Linked DNA regions of Mus musculus: regions 1, 2 and 4 are each linked to region 3. Evidence: chromatin contacts called from public promoter capture Hi-C data. All regions are on one chromosome and are shown on one strand. Each heading gives the region's core, a stretch centred on a gene start, on an enhancer-like site or on the middle of the called end of the contact. The rest is flanking DNA. Distances are from core to core; before and after follow the strand shown.

Evidence for each region. Promoter capture Hi-C pulls out the DNA fragments that hold promoters and counts their contacts.
Region 1: a promoter capture Hi-C map of pre-B cells shows a contact between it and region 3. The contact joins the promoter of Snhg6 here to the promoter of Rb1cc1 in region 3. A contact is called at or near these places in 2 of 39 promoter capture datasets (cranial neural crest and pre-B cells).
Region 2: a contact with region 3 is called in a promoter capture Hi-C map of pre-B cells. The contact joins the promoter of Arfgef1 here to the promoter of Rb1cc1 in region 3. A contact is called at or near these places in 2 of 39 promoter capture datasets (cranial neural crest and pre-B cells).
Region 4: a promoter capture Hi-C map of pre-B cells shows a contact between it and region 3. The contact joins the promoter of Rrs1 here to the promoter of Rb1cc1 in region 3. A contact is called at or near these places in 2 of 39 promoter capture datasets (cranial neural crest and pre-B cells) and 7 of 484 Hi-C or Micro-C datasets (B cells, CD4 T cells, cardiomyocytes and 3 more).

The regions. Positions count from the first base shown.
Region 1 is chr1:9,942,632-9,945,751 of GRCm38.p6, forward strand. Snhg6 (small nucleolar RNA host gene 6) reads right to left here and starts at 1,487. Exons shown (of 4, transcript NR_024067.2): 1 at 1,389-1,487; 2 at 1-86. It also overlaps a transcript of Mcmdc2 not described here.
Region 2 is chr1:10,231,051-10,234,185 of GRCm38.p6, forward strand. It overlaps Arfgef1 (ADP-ribosylation factor guanine nucleotide-exchange factor 1(brefeldin A-inhibited)), which reads right to left and starts at 1,620. Exons shown (of 38, transcript NM_001102430.1): 1 at 1,321-1,620. The coding sequence starts at 1,444.
Region 3 is chr1:6,212,963-6,215,971 of GRCm38.p6, forward strand. Rb1cc1 (RB1-inducible coiled-coil 1) reads left to right here and starts at 1,700. Exons shown (of 24, transcript NM_009826.4): 1 at 1,700-1,995. It overlaps 4732440D04Rik (a long non-coding RNA gene), which reads right to left. Exons shown (of 2, transcript XR_001778783.2): 2 at 1-2,438.
Region 4 is chr1:9,543,950-9,546,988 of GRCm38.p6, forward strand. It overlaps Rrs1 (ribosome biogenesis regulator 1), which reads left to right and starts at 1,459. Exons shown (of 1, transcript NM_021511.2): 1 at 1,459-3,039. The coding sequence starts at 1,575. The coding sequence ends at 2,672.

The DNA.
Region 1 (3,120 bases), core at 237-2,736, 3.7 Mb after region 3:
CTGGCAGCTTGTTTCAATCACTCTCCATGACAAGTGTTTAGAAAATATTTGTTCAAGCACCTTCAAATGAGCAGGTTTTGTTGCACCTAAAAATTAAAATATTTGTGAACTCTCATTTTACTTCCATGTTTTAATACCTTGCATGAGTGTGCACTGGCTACTTTTATGTCACCTTGACACAAGCTAATCACTGGTGTAGGAAGCTACAATTGTAAAAATGCATCCTTAAGATAGGGCTGTGGACAAGCACGCCTGTAAGGCATTTTCATAATCAGTGACTGGGGTAAGGGGGCAGCCACCTCCCCTGGGCTGGAGGCCCTGTGTTCTCTAAGAACCAAAGCGTAAGCTAATAGCATCCTCCATGGCTTCGGCATCCGCTAACTCCAGGTTCCTGTGGTGCTTCAGTTCCTGTCCCATCATCCGTCCATCACAGACAGAAAAACATTTTACTCACGCCCTTCACTGCCAGTACTAACTTAAAGGACTGAGTACCAAGCCTTGGCTTCTCAGTCTTGGTGCTTGCACGGAAAAGCTTGAGGCATATATGCAATTGTGCAGACCATCACTGGGACATTAGAACAGGAAACGGCATGGCCAGAGTCACAAATCAGAGAATGAATGATTGAACCGATTACTGGTGATGACTTATCACCTGCAAACCGATGAGAAATCCTTAATCATTTTCATATTTGAAACGCTGAGTTTACAGAAATCCAGAGTACCCAATTTGGCTTACAGATACCAACAGTAAAGTATAACATGCAGGCCTGAAATGTAGTGTTCTTTTGTATCCACACGCTTCAGAACTTACCACCACCTTCTTTTGCCAGCATCCCCACCCTGCGTGGCTTTCAAATAGTTTGAAAATTTTGCTCCAACTTTAGATCGTACTTACAGGGTTGATCCATGAATACAAGCTTTTTAGAGTGATGCCAATACTTCAGATCAAACTATTAATCTTTAAAAAAAAAAAAAGCCAAAAAAAAAAAAAAGCCTAAAATTGGCGGTCTTAACATCTTAGAAGCAGTACTTTTCCGCCTCTGTAAAATTTCCTATGGATTACTCACTTAGGAAGCCTGAAACAGACCGCATGGTGGCTTTTCTTGGGGATACAAAGGGGCTCCCGCCAGGGTGCAGGCCCAGATGAAAGCTGCCGCCAGAAGCGGCCGCTTGTGCCCGCACTTCGAAGCGTCCAGAGGAGCAGGCCTTATAACTAATCTCGGTTAAGATTTGGAGACCATTGGGAACGCGCCCCGCCGCTCACAGCGGGCCAAGGGCCACACCGAACCCGGGAGCCATGGGGCCCCCGTACCCGGCTAGAGACGGACGCCGCCAACAAGGAAGCCCTCTCCGCACACACGGGGTTAAGCAGACCGCAGGATTCGCACCTGGAAACGCCCAAGGACACGCCGGGTTCGGCCGCCCGCGGCCTCCGCTGTGCGCCATGCTGCACCGTCTGCTCGCGCTCTACGGCGCTGCCGAGAAAGGAAGTGGCCCAGCGTGCGCGACCCTAAGGCGCTCCTGTAGGCCCCGCCTCTTCCGGCCAGCCCTCTTCTGCGTGCTCGCCTTCACCCCCTCCTCTTCCGGCTCTGTGTTTCTAGTGGGGCGGAGGGAGCAGGTTGTGGGAATTAGTGCGAATACTTCCGCTAGAGCTTTTTAATTGATTTTTCAAGTAATGAATAATGCCTTAAAATAGGACAGTCTCCCAGTCCAGGTCCTTATGTTTGCTGGGTCTTCTACATCCTCACCTACTTCAGTGTTTAAAAACCGTTGGTATTAGAAACTATTTAATTTTTTTTTTCTAAGATGTATTTTATATGTATGGGTGTTTGGCCTGCACGCTAGCCATGTGTGCCTCGCCCGAGAACCTGGTACTGACAGAGTTCAGTAGAGAGTGTCAGATGCCCTGGAACTGGGGTTATATGTGACCCAACTTACAATATGAGTGCTGGGAATCTAACCCTGGGTCCTCTGGATGAACAGTCAGTGTTCTTAACTGCTAAGACATCCCCAGCCCACAGCAGCTCCATTAGAGTTAGTGTTCTGGAAGCAGCAAGCACACGGACACACTCACAGAAAGAGAGATAAAAATTGATTGTCAGAAAAAAAGGAGCGTGCAGGGCGTGGTGGCGCACACCTTTAATCCCAGCACTTATTCCCTTAAATCCCAGGCAGGCGGATTTCTGAGTTCGAGGCCAGCCTGGTCTACAGAGTGAGTTCCAGGTCAGCCAGGGCTACACAGAGAAACCCTGTCTCGAAAAAACCTAAAGAAGAAAGAAAAAAAAAAAAAGAAAGAAAGAAAGAAAAAAAGGAGAAGCTGTTAATGAGTTTGATTTGTAATAGTAATAGAATTTTTCTTAGTCATGAAGTAGTCACCGGGCTGGAGAGACAGCTCAGCTAGTTAAGAGCACTGACTGCTTTTCCAGAGGTCCTGAGTTCAAATCCCTGTAACCACATGGTGGCTCCCAACCATCTGTAATGAGATCCAATGACCTCTTCTGGTGTGTCTGAAGAAAGCTAAAGTGTACTCACATACATAAAAATAAATAAATATATCTTTAAAAAAAAAAGAAAGTAGTCACCTAATGTGTTAGAGTTACTATTGTTGAACTTAATGGTCATGATGAAACACCACAACCAAAAGCAAATTGGGGAGGGAAAGGGCTCATTTGATTTAGCATTCTAAGCCACTATTCATCACTGAAGGAAGTCAAAATAGGAACTCAAGCAGTACAGAAACCAATGCAGAGGTCATGGAGGGGTGAAGCTTACTGGCTTATCTCATGCCTTCTCAGCTTGCGTCTCAGGATCCCTGGCCCAGGGGTATCCTCACCTACAAAGAGCTGGCTTCTCTCTCAGCCTCTGACTTTTTACTCTCCTTGGCCTCAAACTAACTCTGGCGATCTGTTCTCATCTTCTGGCTCCTTCTCATTCTTTGGCTCATCCTGTGCCTTCCTCATTAACCACTAATTAAGAAAATGCCCTATAGGTTTGCATACAGCCTAGTCTTATGTTAGCAGTTTCTCAATTGAGGGACCCTCCTCTATAGCATGTGTCAAACTGACATCAAACTACCCAGCAAAGTTACCTTGTTTGTGAATGTTATGACTGCATTGATTT
Region 2 (3,135 bases), core at 370-2,869, 4.0 Mb after region 3:
TTACAATAACAAAATGGGAACTTATGACCAATGAAGGGCAAAGGAAGGAACTATTTAAGTCCACTATACTACTACATTAACAACAAAACACCACCAACAAAAAGGACCATTTTTTGGTGGATGTTAAACAAATCCAGTTGATGTTTTTCATATTACTAAGTATTGAGAAAAAAAGGAGGAAGGGCGGCTGTAACATTTGGAGTAAGTTAAATGGTAGTCTTAAGTCAAAACTTAAATGCAAAATTGTCTCTAACCTATCTGGACCCCTTACTTTAGCATAAAGTTAGTTTGTCCCCTTTCAAAAATGTTTTTCAAAAATCACTTTTAACCATTTTCATTTCTTGCAAAGTTGAGCTGCTCTGGTCCAGGGCTATAAACAAAAGGGTAAGCATCACAAATTTATCTGTGTTAAATGTTCTGGCTTCTCCCTTAACAATTCTCTTATTGATGGATGCACTAGACCTACCAAACCTACCGCAAACAAATCGTTATCTGCCTACAATGGTTTTATAGGTATTGTTTGGGATTTGCCCTGCTGTGGCTTCATTACACTAGACCTCTTCTGTCTGAACTATAAATCACAACTGAAGCTTGAGAACAGCTGCCACTGTCCAGACATGTGGCTGGTGGGTGTCATTGTCTTTCTCTTTTCTCTCATTTCACACACACCCCTTTCTGTGTTACCTAAAGTCAATTTATCTAAAGGTTCTTTCCTTCCACATTTCCACACAGACACGGCCACCGCCACCCCCTTAACCTCTAGTCTTGTTCTTCCAGGTCAGCCCAGTAGGTTACATTACTACTCTTTTTTCCTGTAGCTGGGGCAGAGAGATGGCAAACTCGAGGCACCTTTTGCAACCCCCTTTCTCGAGACTGTCAACGAGGGAACAACTTCAACCTTTCTTCCCAAAGTACCACGCCAAATCATAAAGTTATTGTAATTGCAATACGGAACCCTCCCCCACGCTCAGTCTCGTCAGATCGGCCCCACCTCAATTTCTAAGCTAATAAACAACAGCTCATCTTCTGCTCCATCACAAAGGATGACATTCTGTCCGCACCGCAGGGGCCACCAACAACCCTCCCCCCATCCCGTCCTGTGGACCACTCGAAGCCAGGTGCCTCGCGATCCGTAACCATCTCGAGTTCCAGGGGCCCCGGCTGGCCGCCTATCCTCCTCCACTCAGCCGGTGCCCCGCGTCCAGCCGAGTTGCTGTCAACTCCAGTCGGGCGGCCAGCAGGGCTCCCCGGACGAGCCGCCCGCCACGCCGCCCACCTCTCGCGGCCGGCACCCCGCGCCGCGGCCTCCTCCGGGCTCACCTAGGGCCACCTCGCACGCTTTGCGCAGCTGGGAGTGATGCGCCTTCTTCACTTCCTTGTCGGCCAGAATCTTCTCCAGGGCCCGGGTCAGGAACATGTTCTTCGTCTTCTTGCCCTCATACATGGACGCGGAGGAGGCGGCGGCGGCGGCGGTCCCGGCGGCTGGAGGGAAGGCGGAGGAGGGGGACGGGGACCGGGATGAGGACGGGGAGGGAGAAAGGCGAGGAGGTGGCGGTGGGGGCGAGGAGGCGTGGAGGGCAGCGGCGGCACCAGGAAGCGGCCGGCGACGCGGAGCGGCCGCGGGGCCGCCAAGGGCGTCGAAAGCCTCGCCACGCTCGAGGGGCCGCCGTTCGAGGGCCGCGCCCGTCCGGCCTCGGCGCCGTCGGCCCGGGGGTCGCTTCCCGGCCGCCCGCCTCACTCGTCCCTACGGCCCGGCGGCGGCGGCACTCGGCCCGGGCGGCCGTCTTCCCGGGGCCGAGGGCCTAGGTGGCGGCGCCTCACACTGCCAGCAGGCGCGAGGCTGCCCTAGCTACCGTGGGGACCAGCATCCGCCGCAGCCGCCGACTGGCCTCCATCACCGCCGACCTGCCCCGGACGCCATGTTGAGAGGAAACGACGCGTCACGCAGCGGCCGAACGGCTGCGGAGAGGAAGCGGCGGCGGCGGCGGTGCCAGCGCCAGCCCAGAGCTGCCGCGGCGCCGAGAGGCAAGGGGCGGAGGGCGGCGCGGGAGGAGCGGCCGGAGCTGCAACTCTACGGCGGCCCGGCGGGGACTCGCCGCCTCCCGCGTTCGCCTGCAGGGCAGCGTGGGGCGTGGCGGGCGTCCTGCTGCGCGGCACGGCGTGGCGCGGGGCTTCTGCTCTTGCGGGCTACTGGGATGCGTGATCGGAGCACAGGGGCGCTCCCAAGGCCGGGACGACAGGACCCCTGCCTACCGTGCACGGGCTTCCCCAACTTTCTGGACAGCCGGTCGCCGGGGAGCAAAGTTCCTCGCGGTCCTAGGGCCACAGGAACACCCGCGTCGCTCCCTCAGGCGCACCTGGTTTCCGCCTGCCACACGGGGTCTAAATTTCCTTCTCAGGTGTAGGAAATTGCTATCCTTGACCGATACTTTCAATTACTTCAAGATGGATCTCTTTTGCAAAACGTAAGCTAAAAACCACTGGGCGAAGATTCAGGAATATTTTCACTTTTTAAATCTCTCAATAGGGTAAATCAGTAAACCCTAGGTTTCATGCCCTTTTCTGATTGACACTGAAGTTAAGGTGAGTGCTTCTGACTCAGGTACCGCACAGAGCCCTCCCGTTCTCTACCTTTAATCCGGAGTTTTCAGAATGGAAAAGCTTTAAGAACAGATACTCCTGACCATACTGTGCCTGCTTTAATGCCACAGAACTCAAATTTCCGCATTGCTTCTGAGAGAAAACGTTAAGAATCCCATGAAATAAATGCAGCCGGTTTACAGGGGGTTCCATGCTATTGCGTGTCTCCAGCAACATGGGATCCCGGTTAGGATACAGCTTTTGCTTTCTTTTCCTTAGAGTGTGTTAGCTGTGGATTTATATTAATGCAGCAATCAGAATCCAAAGGTGTGAACGCTGCAAAGTGACAAGACTTGAGACGTATGAAAAGCCAAAGGAAATAAAAATGGGAAATCTGAAGGTGACATACAATTAAAATGGACAGATACATCAAAATGTGGTTGTCCTGAGAAATCTACAAATCCATTACCTTCATCTTAAACACTAAAATCTTCGAAATTAGAGATTCATTTTGCTCCTACATCAAATATAATGTACATTCTGTTATACATCAGG
Region 3 (3,009 bases), core at 450-2,949:
TGGAGAATAGAATGCTCAAGAGGATGAGGAAAAATAGCTTGTGACAGAAAACTTATGGATATGCATGATTATTAACATTTATCTATGTTGCTTAGCAAAATTCATATAACATATTTTCACTTTAGTCTTACTAAATAATTTGAGATGCATATAAACTCTAAACATTCACTTCAGAGTATAAAGTAACAGACATTTGTATTAACAGTTTCCCAGAGAAGTTTGGGCCACGTATACAACATGACAAGTGGTACTTTAACACTTGAAACTGGAGTACATTTCTGCTATTCAATGGTACTTATTAACTGTGAGGAAACACAGCTCTTTGGTGCTCTTTTTAGTGTGTGTGAACTTCAAGGAGTGGTTCTCTCCTCCCACGACGTCAGTCCTAGGATGAAACTCAGGTTGTCAGTTTTGGTAGTCAGTAGATCTCCTTACCCTCTGGGCCATCTCACCGGCCCTGATTTTCCTTTTTCTGTGTAGCCTTGGCTCCCTGAAGCTCATTCTGTAGAGCAGGCCTCAGCTTCTGAGAGAAGGGATTAAAGGTATGTGCACCACCCGGCCAGCTTTGATCTTCATTGTTCTAGCTAGACTGCAATATAGCTTACATTTGTTAATATACTAACAATTTTTCTTCTCTTTAGTCTTGCCAATTCACTACTTCCCCTGGTGCACAAAAATTGAGTGCTTGTTCTTTTTCCATTTTTGCTTTATTTGCTGGTGTAATGTACTAAAATTCCAGTTTAAAAAATACTCAATATGTATAACAGTGTGCATACAAGATTTTTCTGGGATATGGCAGAAGTGCAAAGTTAAAAACAAAGTGAGATAAGCAACAAGCTCCTTTCTAAACAACTCTTAAAACACAACTACTGTTTTTCCAGTGTCTATCACAATAAAGAACTGCAGATCTCAATCAGTTTAATACCCCTTATGTCTCATTTTGTCGGGAACCGCTAACTGTTGGCTTAGAGAGACCATTCCTAAACTTTTACCTCTATCAGATATTCCTGGGAATAGTAATTTAATACGTGTTTACGTCACATAATTGATGAGCCTGCTTGTAACAAACATCTTCTCATCAAACTCAAGTTTTGTAGTTTCAAGTCCTTGCCTAAGCCCGAATACAAATGTAATGTTCTCATAAGCTGACATTCTCTTCTCTAATCTTGATGCTGTTGACCTATTATCGACCTCAGTATTGTTCGGTCGTGCCGCTTACAGTACAGTCCACTTTGCTTCGGTTCCTCTTCTGGACGTGCTCTTTACTTACCTGGTCTGACTCTGGGCCGCCCCACCCTTGCAAAGATGCCAGGCATACTTTCCGAGTAGCCTGCCATTCTGGCAGTCCCGGTACGAGTGGCCCAGGTGACAGTCGGCTGATTTCGGGGCAGCAGATGAGGGCCCCAGATCTGTGCTGGTGCTCACTCGTCAGCCTCCGGTTCCCCTGTTGGGGCTGCCCCAGGTTTGGCGAGGTCGGTCTGCCGCGGCCAGAAGGTCACGCTCACCTTGGGGCCGTCCAAGGCAAGCACCGAAATACCTTCCAGGGTCAGGGAAGGACAGACAAGTTGCCAGCCAGGGACTACGCTCGCCGACCGAGCCGCGCCCGTCCGGCCAGCCCAGCGACTTCCGGATCTGCGCAGACACCTGAGTCACCCCTCCCCCGGCTGGCTGTTTCCCGGCGTGCTCTGCGGCGGAAAGGCCGAGTCGACAATAACAAACCCCACGGCGGCCGCGACCCAGCCCTGCCAAGCTCTCAGTGCCTCGGCCGGCGGACTCGGGTCCCCGCGCGGAGCCGAGGGGCCGGAGCAGCGGCTGCGCCCGACTCCCATCCTTCCGGGCCTCGCCGGGTACTCGGCGGCTGGGCGCCGACGGTTGTGTCGGTTGGCGGCGCCGCAGGGGCGGTTGATAGCCGCCGCCGAGGCCAGGGCGGCGGCAGAAGATGGTGCGGAGGGCCGCCGGCTGTGTTGCTGCCGCGGGCGGAGGAGGCGCTGCCGGGTAAGTGCCGCCCCTGCTCCCATCTGGCGGCGGGCTTGGCCCGGCCGCTCAGCACCTGACGGGTTCGCCGGAGCGTCTGGCGGCGCCGGCTCGGAGGGTCGCCGCGGCAGTCCTACGGGGACCCTGAGGCCCGCTGGCCGCTGACAGGATCGCGGGAGCGGCAGGACGCCGGTGCTCACCCGAGGCCTGAATCGCGGCCTCCGTCTCCAGGGCTCGGTGCACTGGAGTGTCGGGCTCGGGAAACCGGAGAGGGTTTGGGCCAGGGCCGGAGTGCCCTGACGGGAGGAACCTAGAGGTGATGCCTTTGTCCCGACCCCGGAGTGCAAGCATCGGTGTAAAGTTACTCCTTGGAATGACTCAGCCTCGCTCGCCCCGCAGATGGATTTGGGGTGGGGGCTTATGGGAGTACCAAAACTTGGTACAAATGACAGCTTTCGAACGTGCTGTCAGTACTTTCTCTACAGAGTGGTGGATGTGCTATGGTGACTGTTTATGGTTTCGTAATCCTGTCCCTTCCGTCATGAGTCTTTAAAATGTGATCATTCCATGAACTGGTACATAGGACTGATGCCACGGAACACTCGTGGACTCACTTATTGATAGAGTCCCTGCAAGACATTCAGTTGGGTGCGGATGTTGACAAGTCTATTATGAGCGTTAAAATTTATACATTTTGCTAACCATTTTCTGTAAAGAATTGGTGAGACTTACTTATCTGAGGGTTTGCAAAGCTAGCAAGCAGTTTAGAAGCAGCCTAAAAATGAACCAATCTGTGTTCCTAGTCAAATGTTGGTACTGTATTTCAGTAGGTGGTTTTTCTTTTTGGGGGAGGGGATCTATAAATGGACTTGTTATGTGTGAAATATTTTATTTAGTCTTATTACCAAATACAACGCAAATCATCGCTTTCCAATTAAGTTTTTGTTATGTTTTTTAGCATTTATATCTGTTTTAAACGTTAGCCAAGGCTTAGAAGGTAGCTGCTATATTCATCTCAACATTCCAGGAGGCTGA
Region 4 (3,039 bases), core at 209-2,708, 3.3 Mb after region 3:
AATGCCAGAATTTGGGAGGCAGAGGCAAGGGAATTAATTCCAAGACCATTCTTAGCTATATAGCAAACTTAAACCACATTAAAAACAAAAATGATTTGGATGACTCCATATGCAACTAAGGCTAGCCTTGAACACCTGGCCCTCCTGCCTCTTTCTCTAGAGTGCTGGGATTATACACCATACCCAGTTTAGTCTGCATTTTTTAAATGTCTATTTATGGGGGACGGGGAAGGCAGTGAAGGATGGAGATAACAATGATACCTGTATGAAAGCACCATATTGAAAATAATTACTTTGCATTCTAACCAAAAACTTAGTTTAAAAAATGGAACTGGACACTGGATATTGCATGCCTGAAACACTAATGCTTGAGAGAGAGGTAGGAGAATCAAGAAGTTCTCAGTGGTGGTGCACACCTTTAATCCCAGCACTTGGGAGGCAGAGGAAAGCAGATTTCTGAGTTCGAAGCCAGCCTGGTCTACAGAGTGAGTTCCAGGACAGCCAGGGCTATACAGAGAAACCCTGTCTCAAAAAATAACAAAAAACAAACAAACAAAAAAGAAGTCAAGTTCTCTTTCGATGTACAGGGAGTTCAAGCTCGGCCTCCGGTTCATGTGATCTAAACTAAAAAATAAATAAATCAGTAAAAGTCTACTTATGTGACAAGACAAAAAAACCAACCAAACAAACAAACAAACAAAACACTTTTTTGGATGACATTAGATGAACATGTGCCCATTCTAACACCGGACTGAGGTAAAAACCTATAAAAATAGATGGCAGTAAATAGTAAACTGAGATTTTTAACTCCCTAGGCCACCATGACTACTGAATAAAAACTATTTGGTTTTCACTGGATCTTAGCCTTCCTCCAAGCTTATTAACACATTTACCTTTAAAACACTCCTGGATACTACCAGAGTCTCCATCTTCCACGATTTTTCAGGCCTACACAAATATCACAGGAACAAACAATGGCATGGCCAGAATTGGTGCCCAGGCCACGTACAGACAAACTGCAAGCCCTACTAAGTCGCAAAACAATGCCTAACTTGGACAGGTATCCGTGGGATCTGTCTCCGCTCACACCTAGGGCACAGAGAACGGGCTATAACTCTGGGGAAATAATTTGTCTCGCCCCAAACACCTCTGTAATAGATTTACCCATAGACACTGTGGTGTAGACGCTCCATTCGGAAGCTACAATGCAGGCACTTCCAAGAGTTTGAGCAGCCCGCGTCCTACTGCACTACCTCTGCCCCACAGCATGCTGGGAAACGTAGTCCCAACCAGGTCCTGAGCTGGTTAGCCAACCCTCAGCGCCAGTCGGGCCAACATCCGGTGACGAATCCAAGTCCCGCCTCTAAGCCCATCTGCTGTCCAATGCCGCCCTCTGCCGGTCTTTACCTCCCCGCCTAGCTGTGAGCCGCTTCCAGACAACCCGGAAGTGATCTTTCCTCTTCCGGATTACGGGTCCGGACGTCCGCACGTGGTTGCCGGTTTAGGGTGCTGCTGTAGTGGCGATACGTCCCGCCGCTGTCCCGAAGTGAGGGATCCGAGCCGCAGCGAGAGCCATGGAGGGCCAGCGCGTGGAGGAGCTGCTGGCCAAGGCAGAGCAGGAGGAGGCGGAGAAGCTGCAGCGCATCACGGTGCACAAGGAGCTGGAGCTGGAGTTCGACCTGGGCAACCTGCTGGCTTCGGACCGCAACCCCCCGACCGTGCTGCGCCAGGCCGGGCCGTCGCCGGAGGCCGAGCTGCGGGCCCTGGCGCGGGACAACACGCAGCTGCTCATCAACCAGCTGTGGCGGCTGCCGACCGAGCGCGTGGAGGAGGCGGTGGTCGCGCGCTTGCCGGAGCCCGCCACTCGCCTGCCCCGCGAGAAGCCGCTGCCCCGACCACGGCCGCTCACCCGCTGGCAGCAGTTCGCGCGCCTTAAGGGAATCCGTCCCAAGAAGAAGACCAACCTCGTGTGGGACGAGGCGAGTGGCCAGTGGCGGCGCCGTTGGGGCTACAAGCGCGCCCGGGATGACACTAAAGAATGGCTGATCGAGGTGCCTGGGAGCGCCGACCCCATGGAAGACCAGTTCGCCAAGAGGACTCAGGCCAAGAAAGAACGCGTGGCCAAGAATGAGCTGAACCGTCTGCGGAACCTGGCTCGCGCGCACAAGATGCAGATGCCCAGCTCAGCCGGCCTGCACCCTACTGGACACCAGAGTAAGGAAGAGCTGGGCCGCGCCATGCAAGTGGCCAAGGTTTCCACCGCTTCGGTGGGACGCTTCCAGGAGCGCCTTCCCAAGGAGAAAGCTCCCCGGGGCTCCGGCAAGAAGAGGAAGTTTCAGCCCCTCTTTGGGGACTTCGCAGCCGAGAAAAAGAACCAGTTGGAGCTACTTCGAGTCATGAACAGCAAGAAACCTCGGCTGGACGTGACGAGGGCCACCAACAAGCAGATGAGGGAAGAGGACCAGGAGGAGGCTGCCAAGAGGAGGAAAATGAGCCAGAAAGGCAAGAGGAAAGGGGGCCGGCAAGGACCTTCGGGCAAGAGAAAGGGCGGCCCGCCGGGTCAGGGAGAAAAGAGGAAAGGAGGCTTGGGAAGCAAAAAGCATTCCTGGCCTTCTGCTTTAGCTGGCAAGAAGAAAGGAGTGCCGCCCCAAGGTGGGAAGAGGAGGAAGTAGCGTTCTCCCCTCGGGACCAGTTCTGAAAAGCTGGGACTGTACTAAAAGTTAACTTGGGCGGTATAGGTGGCCGCTGCCCTCAGTGACATTTGACATTAAAAGGACGGGTTTGCCTTCCCTCGAGTCAGTGCTGGACGAGTTAATAGAGACACTGACTGGAAATTGGTGTATTTTGAGAATTATAGAAATGATATAGCCAGAACCAGGAATAAGTTAAGGCCTGCCTTTTTATCTTGACTTTGGATACTGCGTTACAGTAGATTGGTTTCAACATTTTTGCATTATTTTTATAACAAAGCTTGTGTATTTATCAAAGCGGGGAGGGCGGGGGAAAATTATATCTACCTGTGATTTGCAAGTATTGTAA